Linked DNA regions of Gossypium hirsutum: region 2 is linked to region 1. Evidence: chromatin contacts called from public Hi-C data. All regions are on one chromosome and are shown on one strand. Each heading gives the region's core, a stretch centred on a gene start, on an enhancer-like site or on the middle of the called end of the contact. The rest is flanking DNA. Distances are from core to core; before and after follow the strand shown. Region 1 has its middle 11 kb from the start of LOC107929054. Region 2 holds the start of LOC107938339 (protein OBERON 4).

What was found. Hi-C and Micro-C count contacts between places; a contact is called where the count stands out from the background.
Region 2: a Hi-C map of leaf shows a contact between it and region 1, with 2.3 times the contacts expected there. The contact joins the promoter of LOC107938339 here to the enhancer-like site in region 1. A contact is called at or near these places in 10 of 34 Hi-C or Micro-C datasets (anther, fibers, hypocotyl and 2 more).

Annotation. Positions count from the first base shown.
Region 1 is chrA08:107,861,825-107,866,736 of Gossypium_hirsutum_v2.1, forward strand. No RefSeq gene overlaps it. Among protein-coding and RNA genes, the nearest start is that of LOC107929054, 11 kb to the right of the region's middle. Within about 2 kb of position 1,422, at least 9 of the 9 cell types and tissues checked have an H3K27ac peak or open chromatin away from gene starts, as enhancers often do. A contact at or near this core is called in fibers, hypocotyl and leaf, where this site is marked.
Region 2 is chrA08:107,917,843-107,923,302 of Gossypium_hirsutum_v2.1, forward strand. LOC107938339 (protein OBERON 4) reads right to left here and starts at 4,203. Exons shown (of 3, transcript XM_041074366.1): 1 at 1,575-4,203; 2 at 420-1,572. The coding sequence starts at 3,677.

The sequences.
Region 1 (4,912 bases), core at 172-2,671:
AATTTTACTTCCCCTATTTACTTTCCCTTAAACTTTTACTCTCTAAAACTTTTTATTTTCCCCCTAAACTTTTACTTTTCACTCTTTACTCCCAAATAAAAAATTAAAATTATCCAAAAAAAATCCCTAAACACAAATAGTAATAATTTTATTTATATCTACTATTTATATTATTAAATTAAATTTCATATTTTATATTATTTATATTATTGAATTGTTTAGTCATATTGAATATTTATATTTAAATTGAATTATTAATGATGCTATAAAATATTCGTGTTAAAATTTTATATCGGTATCAATTTCACATTTTATCTTTAAAATAACTTTTATTAAAAAATCACATTTTTACATTTAATATATTTTTAAATTCCAAATATATATAGTGACAAGAATATGAAGATAATTGAAACAACTAAACAAGCAAAGAAGCTAACCCGTATATAAAAGATTAATAAATAAATTATGAGGTGATGAAAGGTAATAAAAAAATTGATTACGGTGGACAAATTTTATTACGATGGGTGACAGTAGTTACAAGGACCCAAAATTATTTTTTAAAATTTAACTCGAACAAATATATTCGATTCAATTTGATTCGAATTCCATCTCACTCGACTCGATTCGAGAAAATTTCAAATCAAATTAGGATGATAAAATATGATTCTTCAACTCGATTAACTCAAAATTTTTTCATTCGACTCGATCGAACGCTCACACCTATTTAGCACAGGTTTGAATCCTGTAACCCCCATCCCCTACTCCTAATATTGTATCAAAGAAATAATAATAATTTATTTACTTGCTATTTTTTTTGTTTATTCTTATATAATGTATTTAAATAGTTAATTCACCTCTTGATTTAAAATGATATATTTAAAATAATTCATCTAAGCATTAATTGGTCTCTTGATTTAAAATTCACACATTCAATTCTAGAGAATTATAATTTAATAAAAAAGTTATTTTAAAATTAAATTTTAAAACTAAACTAAAAATTTTAACACCCTGCGTAGCGGGGATATAATACTAGTACCAAACAATTTTGTGACACAAAATAATACTTGAAAATTTGTGTAATAAAATTTTAACATTTTTTAAATGTATGAAACAGTGCTCCTGTTAATTATTTTTTTTACTATTATTGGATTATTTTAAGAAATAAAAAAACAAAATAGGCTGGTGGGGCAACGGCAAGCCACGGTAGAACCAGTCAGCCACGTGATCATCCTGCTAGGTAACCATAAAATTACAAATAAATAAATAATAGAAAAATGAAGGGCGATTAGATGATTAGGAAAAAATCACAAGGGCAAAATTAGAAAATTGGAACAACATCCCGCGGCGAAGTATCCACGCCGCGCATAAATTCAATGACTGTCTGACTTCGTTATCTGACGCGCCTTTTGCCTTATTTGACTTTATCATTAAATACGATTCCCTGTCTCTGACTCTGTCCCCACTTTGCTCGGATTGGTGATCTTTATGCGATATAGTTGGGGGCAAAATGACAAAAAAAAATGAATATTGCATTCAAGTCCTTGTATTTTTATTTTTTTCTTTCTAAACCACTCTTTCCACTAATTTCTACAACAGTTTTCTTCATTCAATTCCAAAAACAAACACTATTTTGCAGCTCCAACATAATGGCATGGAAACTAAAAAAGGATTTTCGTAAATTGGATAGTGTGGCATTAAAAGAAATTTCTCTAATGGTGAATGTTGCACATGTAGAGGATCAAATAAACAATAAAAATGGTTGAATCTAGGACCGTAAGGTTTCCGTTTTTAAAATTAGGGTTATAATATTTAGGAATGAGTATTCAACCGAGTCGAGTAAAAAAAATTTGAGTTAGTCAAGTTGACAAATCCTGTTTTAGCAATCGAACTTAATTTAAATTTTTTTTCGAATTGAATCAAATCGAGTCAAAAAATTTCGAGTCAAATCGAGTTGAGTTAATAAATCCTATTATTTATACTTAATGTTGCATTTATATGGATTGATTATTTATCTAGTACATAAACAATATAATGATTTTGCCTTTTAGCTTAATGAGTAAATATTTATCAAAACAACATAGTTTTGCCTTTTCTTATTCAGATTTCGGATAATTCAAATTGTATAATTCTCAAGTTAAACCGAAAAACTTAAATTTTTATTTGAATTGATCTGAATAACTTGGTTAACTCAAAAAACTCGAACTTTTTAATTCAAAATTTGAATTTTTTATCAAGTTTTTCAAAATCGAATCGAGTTTTGGTCACCCCTAATAATATCATGCAATATTATTATGAAGAAGAAAAAAGAAAATGGTTACTTTTTTTTCTTACAGGAATCCTTTACCGGTGTGGTGAACTGATATTCAGTTATAAAATCAGAAAAGAAGAAATAAAAAGACTAAATTACTAGAATTGAAGTAGAAAGAGAGTAATGAATCATGAGGAGCAAAAACTGTTGTTTTGTGAAGTAGAAGAATACTAAAATTAAATGAAAACAAATTATTACAGACTAAGATCACAAATATAGTAAAATGTAGGGGCAGATATTGAAATTCATTCCACCTAACTTGGAATAGCGTGGAAAATGTGAGCTGGCTTGAAACCGAAAGGAAAGAACCCCGAAACCATTAAACCAAACATTTCTGAATATATAAATATCAAAGGCCGCCTCCTCTTTCTTGCACCAAACATCAAATTCCATTTTCCCGTTACATGGGAGCATTACCTTGGGACGTTTTTTAGCGCCACATTTATTTCTTTTTTCCTTCTTTCTTTCTTTCCTTTTTTTCATTCTTTTGTGAAGAAATTTATAGGATATAGAGATACAAGTAATGGGGAAGTACACAGAGATGTTGGATGCAGGGGTGAGAATAGTCGCAAGATTTCATTCTCACTGCCCCCAGACTGCTCGCCTGTATTATCACCCACCGGCTAACTCCGACGAACACCACCACCACTACGGCGTTGACACCGTCACGAGAGAAGTCTCGACGCGTATGGGGTTTTACGGTCCCAAGGCAAGTGCTGCTGGTGCTGACGTGAAGGAGCTTATTATTTTTTCCCTTTGACGAAGAGATAATTACTTGGATGTTTTCGTTTGGGTATTTATTTTTATGTTTTTAACAAATTCCCTTTTACAATAAAATAAACGATGAAATTAAACTCAATCAATGAAAATGATTTTATTTTACTATGAAACCAGTTTTTGGTTGCTTTTGTCACAATAGGAACACAATTGGCAAGTTAGCTGTAAACATGGAAAACACAGTTGTGCCTTGTATGGCAAGGCCTGGATTTTTGCAATGAGCTCAACTTGTTTTCCACTTTAAATTAAATTCCTAGATTTATTAATTATAATCTCGACAATCTCAATAAAAAATTCAAACTCCAATAATCTCATCACCTTCCCCAAATTTGAAAACTTCAACAACCCTTCTTAACTCAAATGCCCAACTAATTTAATTTGGTAGGGGTAGGAGTAGGATAGTTGGCCACCGCCAACATTTTGAGAAATCTTGAAGCTACACTGAATTTCAAACATACTTAATTCCACCATCATTTTAACTTTTAACGTGAGTTTAGATGTACGATCTATAATATAAAAACATCAGTGCTGATAATATTAAAAAATATAGCATGAGACAAAAAGTAAATTAAACGCATTATACTTACCGTCTATCCAAAAATCTTTTAGGGTAATTATAGCAGCTTTGATGTTAGATGAAATTTGGATCTAATGTGATTTTTTTTAAGGCATAATGATTATTTTGGCCTTCTAAACTTTACAATAAATTCATTTTAGCTCTCTCTTTTAACCTTTGAACTTGTATTTTTTTAGCAAATTAACCCAAAATAAATAAAAAAAAGTTAATATTTGTTAACTTTGTTAACATTGTATATATGTGTATTACCACATAGATGACTTACCACTATGTAACTAATTTTTTAAAATTTTTAAAAAATATATTTTTTATACTTTTAATGTTTTTAAAATTTTAAAAGTAATTTTTAAATCTTTTAATTTTTAAAAAAATAATTAAATGCTACATGAACAAAGTTAAAAAATATTAACTTTCATTTTTAGGTGATTTGACTTTAAAAAATAAAAATAAATAAAATAATATTTTATTAAAGTTTGGATATGATTAATAAAATATTTGAAAGCGCATCAATAAGTTGTACTAATAAAGAAACGTGATCGAAAAAAGAGTTGAATTTCAAAATTTAAAGGCTAATTTAAAAGATAAATCATAAATTAGGAAGCTAGGATGGAATTAACCCTGATTGTGAGAGTTGGAGTAATAAAGGATGATTTTAGTGGATTGTGGACCAAATTGGATGGTCCTCTTTTCCTGATTTTCTCCACTTTTATTTCCCACCATTCCCATATTATATTTTTTTCATTACCACTAGCAACCTGGTACAACCATTCGTATTTTTATTTTGTGGTTTATATTTACAAATATCTACAACCCAAACATTATAAAAATCTCAACTTTTTTCTTTTTGGTTCAAAGAATTGATTTATTCCATTCCTATTTTTGTTTGATCCACACAGATTATCTAATGTTTCTGTTCCAACTATATCATACAACAATGCTGACAAGTTGGTTCACAAAAGTCAAATTTCGAGCCCTATCTGTCAAGCTTTAATTTTTTTTTCTTTTCATTCTCAAGGTTAACAACTACGCTTCAACTTCTCGTCACCATTGGAAAAGTAGCCAGTAGATTAAATCTCTATTTCGGCTTCAACTTCACTATATTTTTTTATATTAGAATTTATTTTTATTTTAGAGTTTAAATTTTTTCTATTCAAGTTAATTCTTAAATTTGGCAATTGTTCTCATTTTCAGGTTTGAATTTGACAATTATTTTCATATTGAAGCTTGAATTTTAAGGTTTTCAAGGAAAT
Region 2 (5,460 bases), core at 2,953-5,452, 59 kb after region 1:
CCAGTTAGTTGAAATCATCATAATTTTGTGGGGCTGCTGCAAATGAACAAAAAGTTAACGCATCAAAAGAAAACAGTGCATATCATACAGAAAATCTAGCACAGCTTTGTAGAAACAAATTCTCACAAAGGTGACCAAAGAGCTTTAATCAGCCACTAAGAACTGGAAAAACATATAGCAAAGCCATATATGCTTTGGAAACTAATATCAATCTCTTATGATCCAGGAAACATTTATAAATATTCTTGAGAGGACAAATTCTCATTTATTAAGCATAGGTTTGTCAGGGTGACGAGTAAACAGTACTGATTTGAAAATTATGTATAAACAATATAAATTGATTAACTTCTTAACCTAGTAACAACTAACCTGAGAAAAAAAAAACATAACTAGTTGTCAAAAAGAATAGATAACATTACCAGTCAAGAAGCTCATTATCTGACTGTAAACCTCAGAAAGGTCAGACTTTCTTGCCAATCTAACAAGCATCTGGTTAGCAATTTCATGCAGCCGTTTCCCTCTCAAGTCTCTGCTGCCGGAAAAGATTCTCTTGACATATTCAAGTTCCTTGGAGAAAGTTTCAAGCGTCCATTCCTTTGCAAAATTCTGAAAAACCTCCTTTACAAAGCCAAACATCTGGGATGGATGATTACAAGCAACACAATGAAACTGCACCTCAGCTGCAGTATGTTCATTCCTGATATAAGATTCCCTTAATCCACAATCAACATGGCACCAATGAAGACAGACATCACATCCAACCCAACTACAAGTATTGGACGCCATGTCAAATTTTGAACATACAAGACACATACAAGCACTACAAAAACCATTCTTCTTTGAGCAAGCCTTGCACTCACAATCTTCCGCAGGCAGAGAAGTCTGGCACATGAGATTTCTGCATCGTAGGTTCAGAAAGATCTCAGCCAAATTAGAAGATGGAATTCTGTCATCTACCCGAAGATAATCAGGCAGACCAGTTTTCAGGGAAACCAAGATTTCCAATTGACCCCGATGTGATTTTAGCAGCATTTCAAGGGTTAGATCAGATCGGTTCCGTAGGGCCTCCTGCAATGCACGTAGCTGTCCCTGCTTACCTGCATCTAACATGATCTTGTGAATGTTGTCTTTTAGACAAGCAACTGACTGTCCCATCATTTCATAAAACTTCCTAGCCATAACAAGGATAGGCTCAGAAACAATACTGCTCATTACAGTCTCAGCACAATCAGCTCCACCAAGCAGAAGTTTTTCTTGCTCTTTCTGGCTACGGCTCCTATATAAGCTACCTCCATGCTTCTCTCTCACGCCTCGCTTATTCTCAAAGCTGTACTTTGAAGCGATTTCATGAGACCCAAAACTCTGTGAAGGAGACCTGACATCATTCTGTAAACTTAACTGCTGCTCAAGTACATTGGGAATCTTTGAGCTTCCATCTAAAGTGTGCATATTTGGTGCCTGCACAGCCTGACTATTTGAATTGCCCTGTAATTCTGAAGAATGATTGAAAGACCCATTGCCATTCATCAAAATTCTCTGAAACATGGGAATGTCTTTATGCCGAGACTCATTTGAGACTGCGATGCTCCCTGAGAAAGTTGATCAACACACTGAAATATGGGACGGCTGTGAACAGATTGTTCATAGTCCATGGAATTCTGAGTCAAAGAACAACTTGGATTATGGTAAAATGACTGAGAACCTGAAAAGGACATAGATGCAGTAAACCCATCAGAGTTGGTACGAAATGTATTTGTTAAAGACTGCACACTCCTCCCGTGGCTAGGGGAGCCAGGAACCTCATCTGTTTCTCGAGCACCAATTGGCAACAAGACATTTGGTAAACTAAGAGAAAGATCAAGAGACTCAAATGCCAATTTCTCTTCTTTCTTATTGGCACCTGGCTGCTCTGGCTTTTCCACTCTCCTAACAGGAGAATGAGAAAACAACTCAAAACCCCTAGAAGGCCCTTCCGTTTCAAGATCTGTAGCTTTTGATTCCCTTTCATTCCATACCCCATTTGCTGCAGAATCAGTAATATTTGTAGATTCAACAGCAACTCCTTTCCCTTTATCCTTGACATTCTGACTCAATCCTATCTCGACCACATGCATGTTTATTTTATGCTCACCATTTTCCTCCGCAACTTCTTCATTAGACTCAGCTGCCTCACATTCCTCGAGCTGCATCTCAAGACTAATCCCTTTATTCTCCTTACAAATCCCTTCCAAACAGGATGACTTCATAGCAAGTGCATCTTCACTGTCTAACTCACTCTCACCACCAACCTTTACACCTTCTTCCTCCTTTCCAACTTCACCACCAGCCACATCATCCATCTTATCCCCAGTACCACTAGTTCCACCACTTAAATTCTGTCCACAATCTTGCAACTCATCATTGTCCTTCACACCACCTTCTCTTCTATTCACCACCTCATTAGTTCCACCATTTAGATTCTGTCCACAATCTTGCAACTCACCATCATCCTTCACATCACCTTCTCTTTTATTCACCCCCTCTTCATTAACCTCCTCTAAAGCTTCCACATTTGGAATCATCCCACCTTCAACATTCTCCATTTCTATCTGACAAGACTCTTTCCCATCATTTCCGGTTCCAGCTTCAGTGGCCAAATCAGTTTCACACTTAGCCTGAGGTTCAGGATCAAATTCACCTTCCTCCATCTCACTACTAGTCCCATTCTCCACCAGGGTTTCCTCATTCTTCTTCTCCTCTCCACCACCACCACCAACACTCTTAGACTGTTCGCTGCCTGAATCCCGTGACCATGTTGGTGACCTTGACTTAGACTTCGACTTGGAGCTTCTCCTCTTCAAATCCTCCTCCCTTGATTCCCCAACAACCCTGCCTGCCCCCAAAGAATCCCTTGACCGTGTAGGTGAGCTCACATCCCTAACATCCTTCAGTTGCACCTTACTACCTCTAGTCTCATCAATTCCACCACCAACACTCTTAGACTGCTCACTGCCTGAATCCCGTGACCATGTTGGCGACCTTGACATTGACGTAGACATTGCCTTGGTGCTTCTCCTCCTCAAATCTTCCCTTTCCCTTGATTCCCCAACAACCCTCCCTGCCCCCAAAGAATCCCTTGACCTTGTAGGTGAGCTCACATCCCTAACATCCCTCAGTTGCACCTTACTACTCCCTCTAACGTCATCAATTCCCAACCTTCGCCACGAGCTCCCACACACACTCTCACGACGAGTTCGGTCCCTTTCTGACCGGAACCCCTTTGGAAACTCTCTATGAGGTCCGCAGAAGCTCTCCGACCTATGAAGGCTACTACTACTACCACCACCACCACCACTCTCTCTGTACCGATCAAACCCTGCTTTTCGCCTATCAAAGCTATCAAAATCATGCTCTGATCGCTTCCGGACCAGCCTCTCCCTTTCCCTCTCCCTGCTGCTATCCTCATCAGCCATGGACCGATCTCTATCATAACGAGACAAAGACGATGAGATCAGATTGCTTTTGGCCCGGGAATTGCTATCAAAGGTTGAAGACGGCTTGTAGTAAAAGCCAACGCTGCTACTGCTGCTTCGGTGAAAAGATGACCGATTTCTGTTCTGATTCTGATTCTGATTCAATTCTTTGCTAGCATTTTTCTCATAAGAATCGAGATCGTCGCTCGATCTCAACCGCTTCATAATTTCGGTATATCAAAGCAATATCTTTTTGCTGAAAAGAAAGAAAAAAAATCTAACAACAATATGATAAGAGATTACAGAAAACCAAAAACCCTAATTTTGTGCCCAAAATCAAGCAGTCTTCACTTTAGAGGATTTTGAAAATAAATAATTTTTGAGCCTTTAAATATGAATACCTAGAGAATTGCACAAATTTCATGTCGAATTCACATCCATGACAGGGGAAGCTCACAGTGTTCGTCGGGATGCAGACCTTGAAAGCAAAACCTTGGAGAAATGTAACAAAAAAAAAACAAAGGAAATAAAATAAAACAAAAGGGGAAGCTTCCAAATGGCTACAAAAATTGCCCAAAGTGCAATTCAAGGAAAGAAGAATACTAGTGATGATGAGGAAATCCAGGTTTTTAATTAAACGATACGCAATGCCCTAAGTTTTTTGAGATTCTGGGGGGAGAAAAGCTTCTAAAACATGAAGAGGAAAGTTTGGGAATTTCATTAAACTTTGTGCCCAAATGTGAGAGTGAATTTACGTATGCGCCCCAGTTGTTGGTAATAAAAGGTGAGGTGGAAAAAGGTTGTGGGAATTTGGGGTTTGGTTGGGGGATAAAATGGGAAGAATTGTAAGGAAAAAAGGGTTAACTTCCTTAATTGGTCACCCAATTTTCAAAGCTCTTTCATTTTGGTCATATAAAAATTCTTATAATTTCATTATTCAACTTTTAAGACATTCTCATTTTAATCACTCAATTGTAAAATCTATTTAGAATAAAAGAAAGCTTTAAATATTAACGAAGGATGACATACACATCAAATCATACCACATCATCTTTATACTTTCATTTTGGTCACTTAATTTCTAGGTCGTCAAAATGAAAATAACCTAGAAGTTACGTAATCGAAATAAAACTGTAAACATAATTTGGCGTGTAAAGTTACTTGTCATTGATAATTTAACGTTTGGGTGACTAAACTGAAGACATCTTAAAAGTTGGATTACGAAATTGCATTTTAATGACTAAAATGAAAATATTATAAAAGTTAGGTGACTAATTAGGAAGTTTACCCTAAGAAAAATGAAGGGAATTTTGATTTTCCTTGAGAGCAATAATAGCCTTTATCAGAGTCAACGCAGCTTAACTAATGAAAAGGAGGAGAGTTTTGGACTTTTGATACGCAAAGTCCAAGTGGTGCTGTGCTTGTTTTTTCTAGCAGGGCTACCATTGTGTGCAAACAGGAGCTGTCAAAACTCTTGCAACCACCAATCACTTTCCTTCATCTGACTATTTTTCGCATAATTTTCATTGCCTTTGAACAATATTTGCTCTTTTGACTCTTCTTTTTCCTTTTTGGAGCTCAATACAATAATGTATCAGTCCATATTTAAAGTGAAATTTTAGGAAGGTCCCTGTATTTTATGTTTTTTTGGCATATTATGACTTAATTATTTCTTTTATTATTTTTTCAAGTTTATCATTTTTCTATGGAAAATCAGTTAACTAGTAAGAAGATCAATTAATGTTATGACCAGCCGTCCTCTTTTAGTCTTGTTTATGGGTGCATATCGAAAGCTTACCCCTACTAACAATGGAAAGAATGAATTAGAATTTGAAAGCGATGAACGGATCTTTATGAAATGATAATTTGATATGTACCAAAAACAAAAAACATTTATAAAAAAGTATAGAATTAAAAATATCAAATTACAATAGAGGGACTAAACTGTCCAAACTCATAATACATGGACACCCTTTAAAGGATTTGACCTTTTGTAAATGAATAGTAT